Linked DNA regions of Mus musculus: region 2 is linked to region 1. Evidence: chromatin contacts called from public HiChIP or PLAC-seq data. All regions are on one chromosome and are shown on one strand. Each heading gives the region's core, a stretch centred on a gene start, on an enhancer-like site or on the middle of the called end of the contact. The rest is flanking DNA. Distances are from core to core; before and after follow the strand shown.

Region 1 (3,713 bases), core at 140-2,639:
CTAGTTCTCACCCACAATGCCACATGAATTCCACAATTAGCCACAGTGAGGCACCACACAGTTCTGTTTTTTTCTGGGTTAATTACTGCCTAAAGGAGTTGGCTACTCTACGTACTTTTAAGCTGAAGGACAAGTGTTTAGGGAAATCAATACGAAATTCCACTGTGATAACAGAAGCTTGGGGAACTGCTGTCCGGTCGATCCCAGGGAGTAGATTTGTATGCTATCCATAATGGATATTCTGGATTTTATGTGAATTCATTCATTCATAAATTTGATGTGTGCCCAATGCTTTAGGAAGAGGACCCACCAGCAGATGGCATTCTGAGGCAAAATTTTACTGAGGGAGATCAGATGGGGTCAATCATTATTGCCTTTTGCAAAGCTACCCTGAATCCATTAAATGGCAGTTAATGGCACAGCGTCTTTGGTTGTATCTACCCAGCCTTACATAAGTGAATTTACAGCATGAACTTAAGTGAGAGACTCTGTCATCTCTAGTGACAAAGCTTATGCCCAAAGCCCTGCCAAGGTTTACGTCTCATTTATTAAAAGCATATTTGTTATCTTGAAATGAATGGCTAGAGGAAACATACACCCAGGACCCTATTTTCAACAGGGAAAAGAAAGAAAGAAAAAAAGAAAAAAAAAGAAAGAAAGAAAACTGAAAAAAAATAGCCTTTTATCGCCACCTGTAGTTCTTTAATGGTGTAATCTCTTATAATGTAGCTACGGTTCTCTCCCCAACTCCATATTTATATTAAAATCAAACCAGAGAAGCTCTCAGCAGTGCAGAAGCCGAGATAACACACATGCTCTCTTCTAGGAATAAAACTGTACTACTCCAGCATGAAATTTACAGGATACCAGGTTGAGTTTCCTATTTCTACATGGCTTGTAAACTTAGACATTCAACAAAAGGGGGAAAATATCGTACCAACTCAGTAGAAAAGATTTCAGCTCCAGACTTGGATCCCCAAATCTAAGCAGTGCCTGCAAAAGGGCTAATAAATAAAAGTTCAATTCCATATTTCGGGGATAAAGCAGTCTCTACTGGGAAAATCAATATAAACCAACCACCAAAGCCACTTACATCGAGAGTAGAATACGCAGGCTTGTCCCTCCTCTAGATGACCCGAATCCTGAACGGAGTCTCCGGGATCTGGCTCCCCATGGGTGGCCGAGGCGGAGGTGCCGCTCTCCGTGGTGCTGAAGTCGAGATCTGCTCCAGAGAGCGGAGTTGCGATTGTGTGGAGGTGCGCTCTGCTTTCCTTTGTGGGGAATGGTGAAAACTCGCCTTTTGTGGCCGACTTGCCTTCCTGTCCTTTTCCTAATCTGGGGGAAATTTCCCAGAGAATGTGAAGGAGAAGCATCCGTGTGTGAGACTGGCATGCAGCGTGATGATGGGCTGGTCTAGTCCCCACCCCTCTTCCAGACGTAGCTTTGAAAGGGAGAGAACAACTCTGCTTTTCTATCAGAACCCCTCAGGATTTCTTCATGCCCCTCCCCCTAGAATAGTGCATAACACCCCCCACAGAGAGAGAATGAGAGAGAGAGAAACACACACTCACATACACACACACACACACACACACACTCATGCAAACACACACCCTTTAGTTATTTAAAGCAACATGAAGAGTCTTAATGAGTTTAAACAAGTGAAAAGTGGGGAATGGGCTGATTTCCTACTTGTTGGTTTATAGGTGTTTGGGGGGAGGGACAGACTGTGGGGGGAGGGACTAACCAGAAGATAGAGTGACAGTAATAAGCTCCTTTTGTGATCCTAAAGCCACACCCACTTTCTCTTTTGAGAGTGGTGCGTTTTCTAACGTGGCCTTCGTTTTATGATCTGTTAGTATTGCCTAGGCTCATCTGACTTTGGTAGAAGAGACTTTATAATGATTAACTTTATATGTAACTTTTCACATATTGAAAGGAAATTCCCTGTGTACCAATTCATGTCTCCAACAGCCACCATTTTCCCCAATCAGTATGTTATGGCACAGTGTATCAGTCTTAAACACCAAGGTATCTTGATGACATGGGAGAGAAATATCCTTAACTGAAACACTGACTTTATAAGAAAAACAATAATTCAAGGACTTATATTTTTTACCTTATACAATTGTAGTACAAACTTTGAAATCTCAATATATGTGCCAAATTAGATAAGCCACAATTTTTCATAAAAGATAAATATAAATACAATTAATTTAGCATCATCCTATGATTATTAAGACACAGCTATTTCTAGCTACTCTCTAATTACTTGTGAATAAAGGCACAATATTTCATGACCTGAGAAGACCCTAGACAACAGAATTTTTGCTACATGGTGCTCACTCTAAAAAGTTTGCTGGGTATGTTATAATACAGGAGGAGGAGCCTCATCAGTCTAGTGTCCAATCAAATAGCACTGACTGTTTAAGAAGATTCAAAAAGATTTTCATGATTGTGGCTACAATTTCTAAAACAGATCAAGAAATGTTACCTCCAAGAATGACTGTGAGTCATCTGTGAGGTTCTTGGGGGCAAGAGGGCAATTCTCTAGGAAAGGGCGGCAGGGGATGGTTCTTTTCTGTTATTAACAAGCTGATTAGGCTATGTGGAACACAGACAGTTGAGGATGCTCACTGCTCAATGATGTGATAGCAGAAGCTCTGCTCTATGCCTAGCCCTGTTCTAAGCTATGAGTGTGACCTACTCTGCTCCAGTGTCACCACAACTCAATAAGCAAGTAGCCATTGTCATGTCCATCTTCTAGGTGGTGAGACTGAAGGTTGCACTCAGAGATCCAAGGATACAAACACAAGATGTTTGATGAGAGGTCATGAGCTCTAGACTCTATGGGGAACCTGCAAGCTGAGCTGACAGAAAGACCTTATGCAGGACCCAAGACACGCCCCCGAGACATGCCCCAGTGTGAGAGCTGATGGCTCGCTTATCCTAAGTGTAGATAGCAAAGATTTAATTACTTCACTGTTCTGCTTACTACAACTTGTGCTTTCAAGGGGGTGTGACATTTTCTGGGTGGTAAGTAGTCACCCTTTAAACAAGCGCCTCTTCATGTATGTATAGCCTCTGTAAATAGTAAGGGGCTTAGACAAGAAGGCCTCTGAAGACTGAATCTATCAAGTGTTACCGGTCAACTGGACAGATGGCCTTTCTTAAGTTAATTAATATTTCTATGATTTCTGTAAAATAATCAGTCCATTCCTCTCTCTTCCCTCTGCCCTTCCTCCATTGCTTCCTTTCATAGATGGATATATATATATATACACACACATACATATATAAACTTTATCTAATGTGTTTTTCAATGAGATTATTATGTATAGAAACAAGAAACAAGGACAGTTTAACTCAGAATTTTACAAAAATATACCGTTGGCTATTTATTAAAAAATAACCATCTCTATCAATAGCAGCTAGAGTCATAACTCAGTATCTTGAGAAAGTGTATTATAATTAAGAAAGTCTTGTTCTATATTGATTCACTAATTATGATGAGGAGGACGTAATCACAGGCTATTTTCAGTTACAGTGAAGTGTCTAACTTTGTGGTTGTGGAAGACATTTCTGCTAGCTTCCTATATATTCTTCTATGCTCTAGTAATACTAAAGAGTTCGGAAAAATTAGCATTTTATTCAAGTGAGCAAGCCTATTTGTTTGAGTCTAATGAAAAATTAAAATCCTATATCCTTTAGAA
Region 2 (3,864 bases), core at 187-2,686, 210 kb after region 1:
TCTTTGTTCATCTGGTTCCTCCCAGAAAGGTGATTCCACCTGTGTCCAGGTGAGGCATCCTATCTGCATCTCAGTGGGCCTGGCTGGAGTTAAATAATGTTTCTTTGTGAATGACCCCATACACAGGGATGTTGTAGGACTTACGTACTAATATCCAGCCAGGCACACCATTGACCCTTAGAAGTATATAAAAGGCCACATTTGGGTTAAATAGAACCTCCAGTCTCATTTGTCATATGTTCACTGCTGGCTTCTTGGGTAAGAGGAGAGAGGGTGGAACATAGCATAACATAATGCTACTACTAGACTGTCACTAGACTGTCTTAATTAAGATTTTACTGCCATGAAGAGAAACACCATGACCACAGAAACTCTTAAAAAGAAAAACATTTAGTTGGGGCTGGCTGAAAGTTCCGAGGTTTAGTCCATTATCATCATAGTAGGAAGCATGGTGACACGAAGACAGACATGGTGCTGGAGAGATAGCTGAGAGTTCTACATCTGCATAAGCAGGCAACAGGAAGAGAGAGTAACACTGGGCCTGGCTTGAGTATCTAAGACCTCAAAACCCACCCCCAGTGACACACTTCCTTCAACAAGGTCACACCTCCAAAAATGCCACTCCCTATAGGCCTGTGGGTTCACTTCCATTCAGACTTCCACACAGACCAACTCTTCTTAAATGCAAAGTAAGGAGCTTCTTGCTGGAGTCAAATGGTTATCTCACAGTGCAGATGCGTCTCAGGGTCTTTTCAGAAAAGGTAAGAGTGACTTTGGACCACTTCTCATGGTGGTCTGCAGAGGCTCAGACCAGACAACAACACTCTCTGGCTCCCCAGCTTCTCAGATTGCCATTTCTGGATTCTAGAAAGATTCCAGCTCAGTGTCGTCCATCTGCAGCCAATGAGCCCTCCCTGCCCACACTTGAAATATTTATAGCTGCCCTCTGCCCATCCACCAGCGTACTTTGCAAAATCCCGTGTTACAAAAGCCAACTAACTCATCAGAACCAACTCAGGGATTTTGTGCATCTATCAACTAGGGCCTTGCCCAGTAATGAGAGCTTCTTATTCATTTACCTTATAGTAGGACTGGATGATAATTTAAGACAGAAAATTCCCCTGATAACAAATCAACCAGTGAGCACTCCAGATCAGAGGGCTGAGCGGCCAGGGCAGTGGAGCGAGGAATTCTTTGTATGGTATAGCTTTTTCAATATTCTGAGTTTGTATCTGTGGAGTATATTATTAATTCCCAGAAACTAAACAAAATTCAAGATGAATGCATAAGTAAACAAATGCTCAAAAGAGCGTCTCCCCTGGGTGATTCCTCTGCCGGGCAGGCTTGAGAGTCATGATGTTAATTCATCACAAGGGAAGGAAATAAATCCAAACTGCTTAGCTGTTTCATTAATCTTCTGGTGTAGTCTCTGCCTTGGCTCTCTGCTGCTTAATGTGGGCGTTAAATGGCGGCTACTCAGTAACTGTTGTTCAAATTTAAATCAGTCTTCATGTGTTCTCTGAAGCAGATCATAGTCTATTGGGTTCTGGGTGTTTGTCTTTATATTTGTCTTTATATTACAAAAGCCTTATATCTATAATGTGAAGAGTCAGGTCACTATCCCTGGAGTGATAAACACTACTTTTGTGGCTATCTAGCACTACAAGCAGTCTTCATCACAGCTGAATGATGGGGCCCCTCCTCTGATCTGGTTCTCTACAGATATGGAGTCTCTTCAGGATGAGTCGAGAAAAGCGGTTGGAACATCACAAGCAGTGGGGTGTCTGTATGAGGAAGACTGGGAAAGTGTTGGTAGAGGAAGATGGTGTATGGTGATCAGAGTCAGGAGGGTGGTAAAGATTTCAATGAGCCTTGCTATCAAGCAGAAGGTGGGCTCGGGATCAAGGCAGGTGGGGCTATGAAAGTGAGAAAATATAGCATTGAAGAAGCTATAAGCAAGAAAGTAGTGCTTTGGGAAAATAGGGAACAGCTAGCCATGAACAACGGGAGCCAGCAGGTGCAAGCTGGAAAATGGAGCCAGGTGGTGGGAAATGTAGTGCAAATTACGCAAGCATCTTCAACATGACACATACCTAGAAAATTGTAATTATTATATGGTTATAATTTTTTGGTCCCGGCTGGAAAAAAAAGTCATACAAATTACGGCCCTGAAGATAAACTGGGCTGCTATTTTAAGCAACTCATATGCCTCAAAGCCTGCCGCAGAGCTGAAGTGTTCAGGGGAGACCAGGCTCTCCTGCAAAAGAATAAGTTCCTGGGACACTGTCAAGCAGGTTTTGATGTTGAGCCTGCTGAGAATAATGAGAGAACTGTGAGTGGAAAGAACATGAAGACAATCATTCCTGAAAGAAAGAAATGTAGACGCGGAGAAAATAGCTGTTTTCTCCTCTCAGATGGAACAAAGAAATACCGAGATGGGGGGGATGATAAAGCGCGGCCCAAGTCGGACAGAATGGAGGATGTGAGTGGCAGAAATTGATCCACCGTGGCTCAGAGGCAGAGCTGGCCTGGACTTTTGTTCTCTATCTTCAGCTCAGTAAATTCCTTCCCTGTCCCCTCAAGTGCTTCCTACTGAGCTATTGTTGGGAAGGGAGGGGAAGGCTGCCCTTCTAAGCAGCCCTCCTGAAAGCAATCACGCAGCCAAACCACGGTCCGTGTCACCGTGCTTCCAGCAGATGCAGAGGGCCACAGGAAAGAGCTGTGCCAACAGAAAATACCGCAGCACCAAGTGCTTTATAAGTGAATGGGGTTTGCCCGCGAAGGTCCTGAGGGGGGAAAATAGCAAAAGCTCTTTGTGCAAAGCTCTTTGCTCAGACTCAACTTCATTCCTCCAGGGCCCAGAGGAGTCTGGCCAGGGGTGGATCATCCTTCAAAGACACAGTGCCGGAAGTGGATGCAACTTTATCTCCGCAGACAGAGCAGGGTTTAAAAGGTGTGAGCTACCCTTTGAAGCAACCTCAGGAGAAACGTCTTCTGCTTCTAGCACAAGGCCTTATAAACCAAGTCACACCCTATAACGGGATTAGGTGTTTTACATTTCTGGCTCACTTTTAATGTTCAGATTCCTACCAATAACTCTTTGCATGGGAGATGAGGATGAAAACAGAAAAGTGTTTTCTGAGGTGATCGGGGGGCCGCACCATTGATCCCTGCTGAGCGATCCTTGCCCCTCCGGCTGTGGTGTGGCTTGTTTTCTCTAGCTGAGCCTCTAAGAGTCCATGGGGTGTGACTTCACAGGGGAAAAGGTTTAGCCTGGGATCGAAAGGTTGTTACTTCTATACTGAGAGAGTAAAGCACAGAGGCAGAGTGTGTGCATAGCGCTAACCTCCTGATTGAGTGTAGAGTTCTGGAGAAAGAAGAATCCTCTTGGTGTTACATAAGGGAACACACAAACAAAGAGAAAGCAGATAAACAAGTCGGTTTCTTTTTGTAGAAGCAGTGTACTAGAACCCAAACTGGGCTAGCGAATACTCGTGATCAAGAAAGCCTCTGTCTTTTATCCCTAACACGTGCGATGACTATGTCTTATCCCATTGGTGGGAGCGCAACTTCACAATCTGATTTGATTGGCTAATCGGTGGGAGGGGTGGGAGGAAACTCCGAGACTATGGGTCCCTGTCATACTAACTACATTTGCTAGAAGAAAAGAAAAATTCACACTTAGGAGCTGGTGTCTTCTTAAATTTGCTCCTCGGGTGTCTCACGTGCCTTTGGCAGAACAAAGAAGGTACGCAAAAACCGAGTTAACTGTTTTACTCAGGGTCTGCATTTCTCATTACTCATCACGGTTGCTGAGGAATTTCTCCTGCCCGTTACAGTCCTCCAATGGTGACAGCGGCCGTC

Evidence for each region. HiChIP or PLAC-seq counts read pairs in DNA pulled down with a chosen protein or histone mark.
Region 2: a contact with region 1 is called in an H3K27ac HiChIP or PLAC-seq map of VIP interneurons, with 3 times the contacts expected there. The contact joins the enhancer-like site here to the promoter of Trpc7 in region 1. A contact is called at or near these places in 2 of 39 promoter capture datasets (hippocampal neurons and maxillary cranial neural crest), 3 of 484 Hi-C or Micro-C datasets (brain, cerebral cortex and nephron progenitors) and 3 of 115 datasets of contacts at active chromatin or transcription factors (VIP interneurons, embryonic hindbrain and embryonic midbrain).

The regions. Positions count from the first base shown.
Region 1 is chr13:56,894,400-56,898,112 of GRCm38.p6, forward strand. It overlaps Trpc7 (transient receptor potential cation channel, subfamily C, member 7), which reads right to left and starts at 1,390. Exons shown (of 12, transcript NM_012035.3): 1 at 1,094-1,390. The coding sequence starts at 1,095.
Region 2 is chr13:57,105,570-57,109,433 of GRCm38.p6, forward strand. No RefSeq gene overlaps it. Among named protein-coding and RNA genes, the nearest start is that of Gm33140, 110 kb to the left of the region's middle. Within about 2 kb of position 1,437, at least 28 of the 459 cell types and tissues checked have an H3K27ac peak or open chromatin away from gene starts, as enhancers often do. A contact at or near this core is called in VIP interneurons, where this site is marked.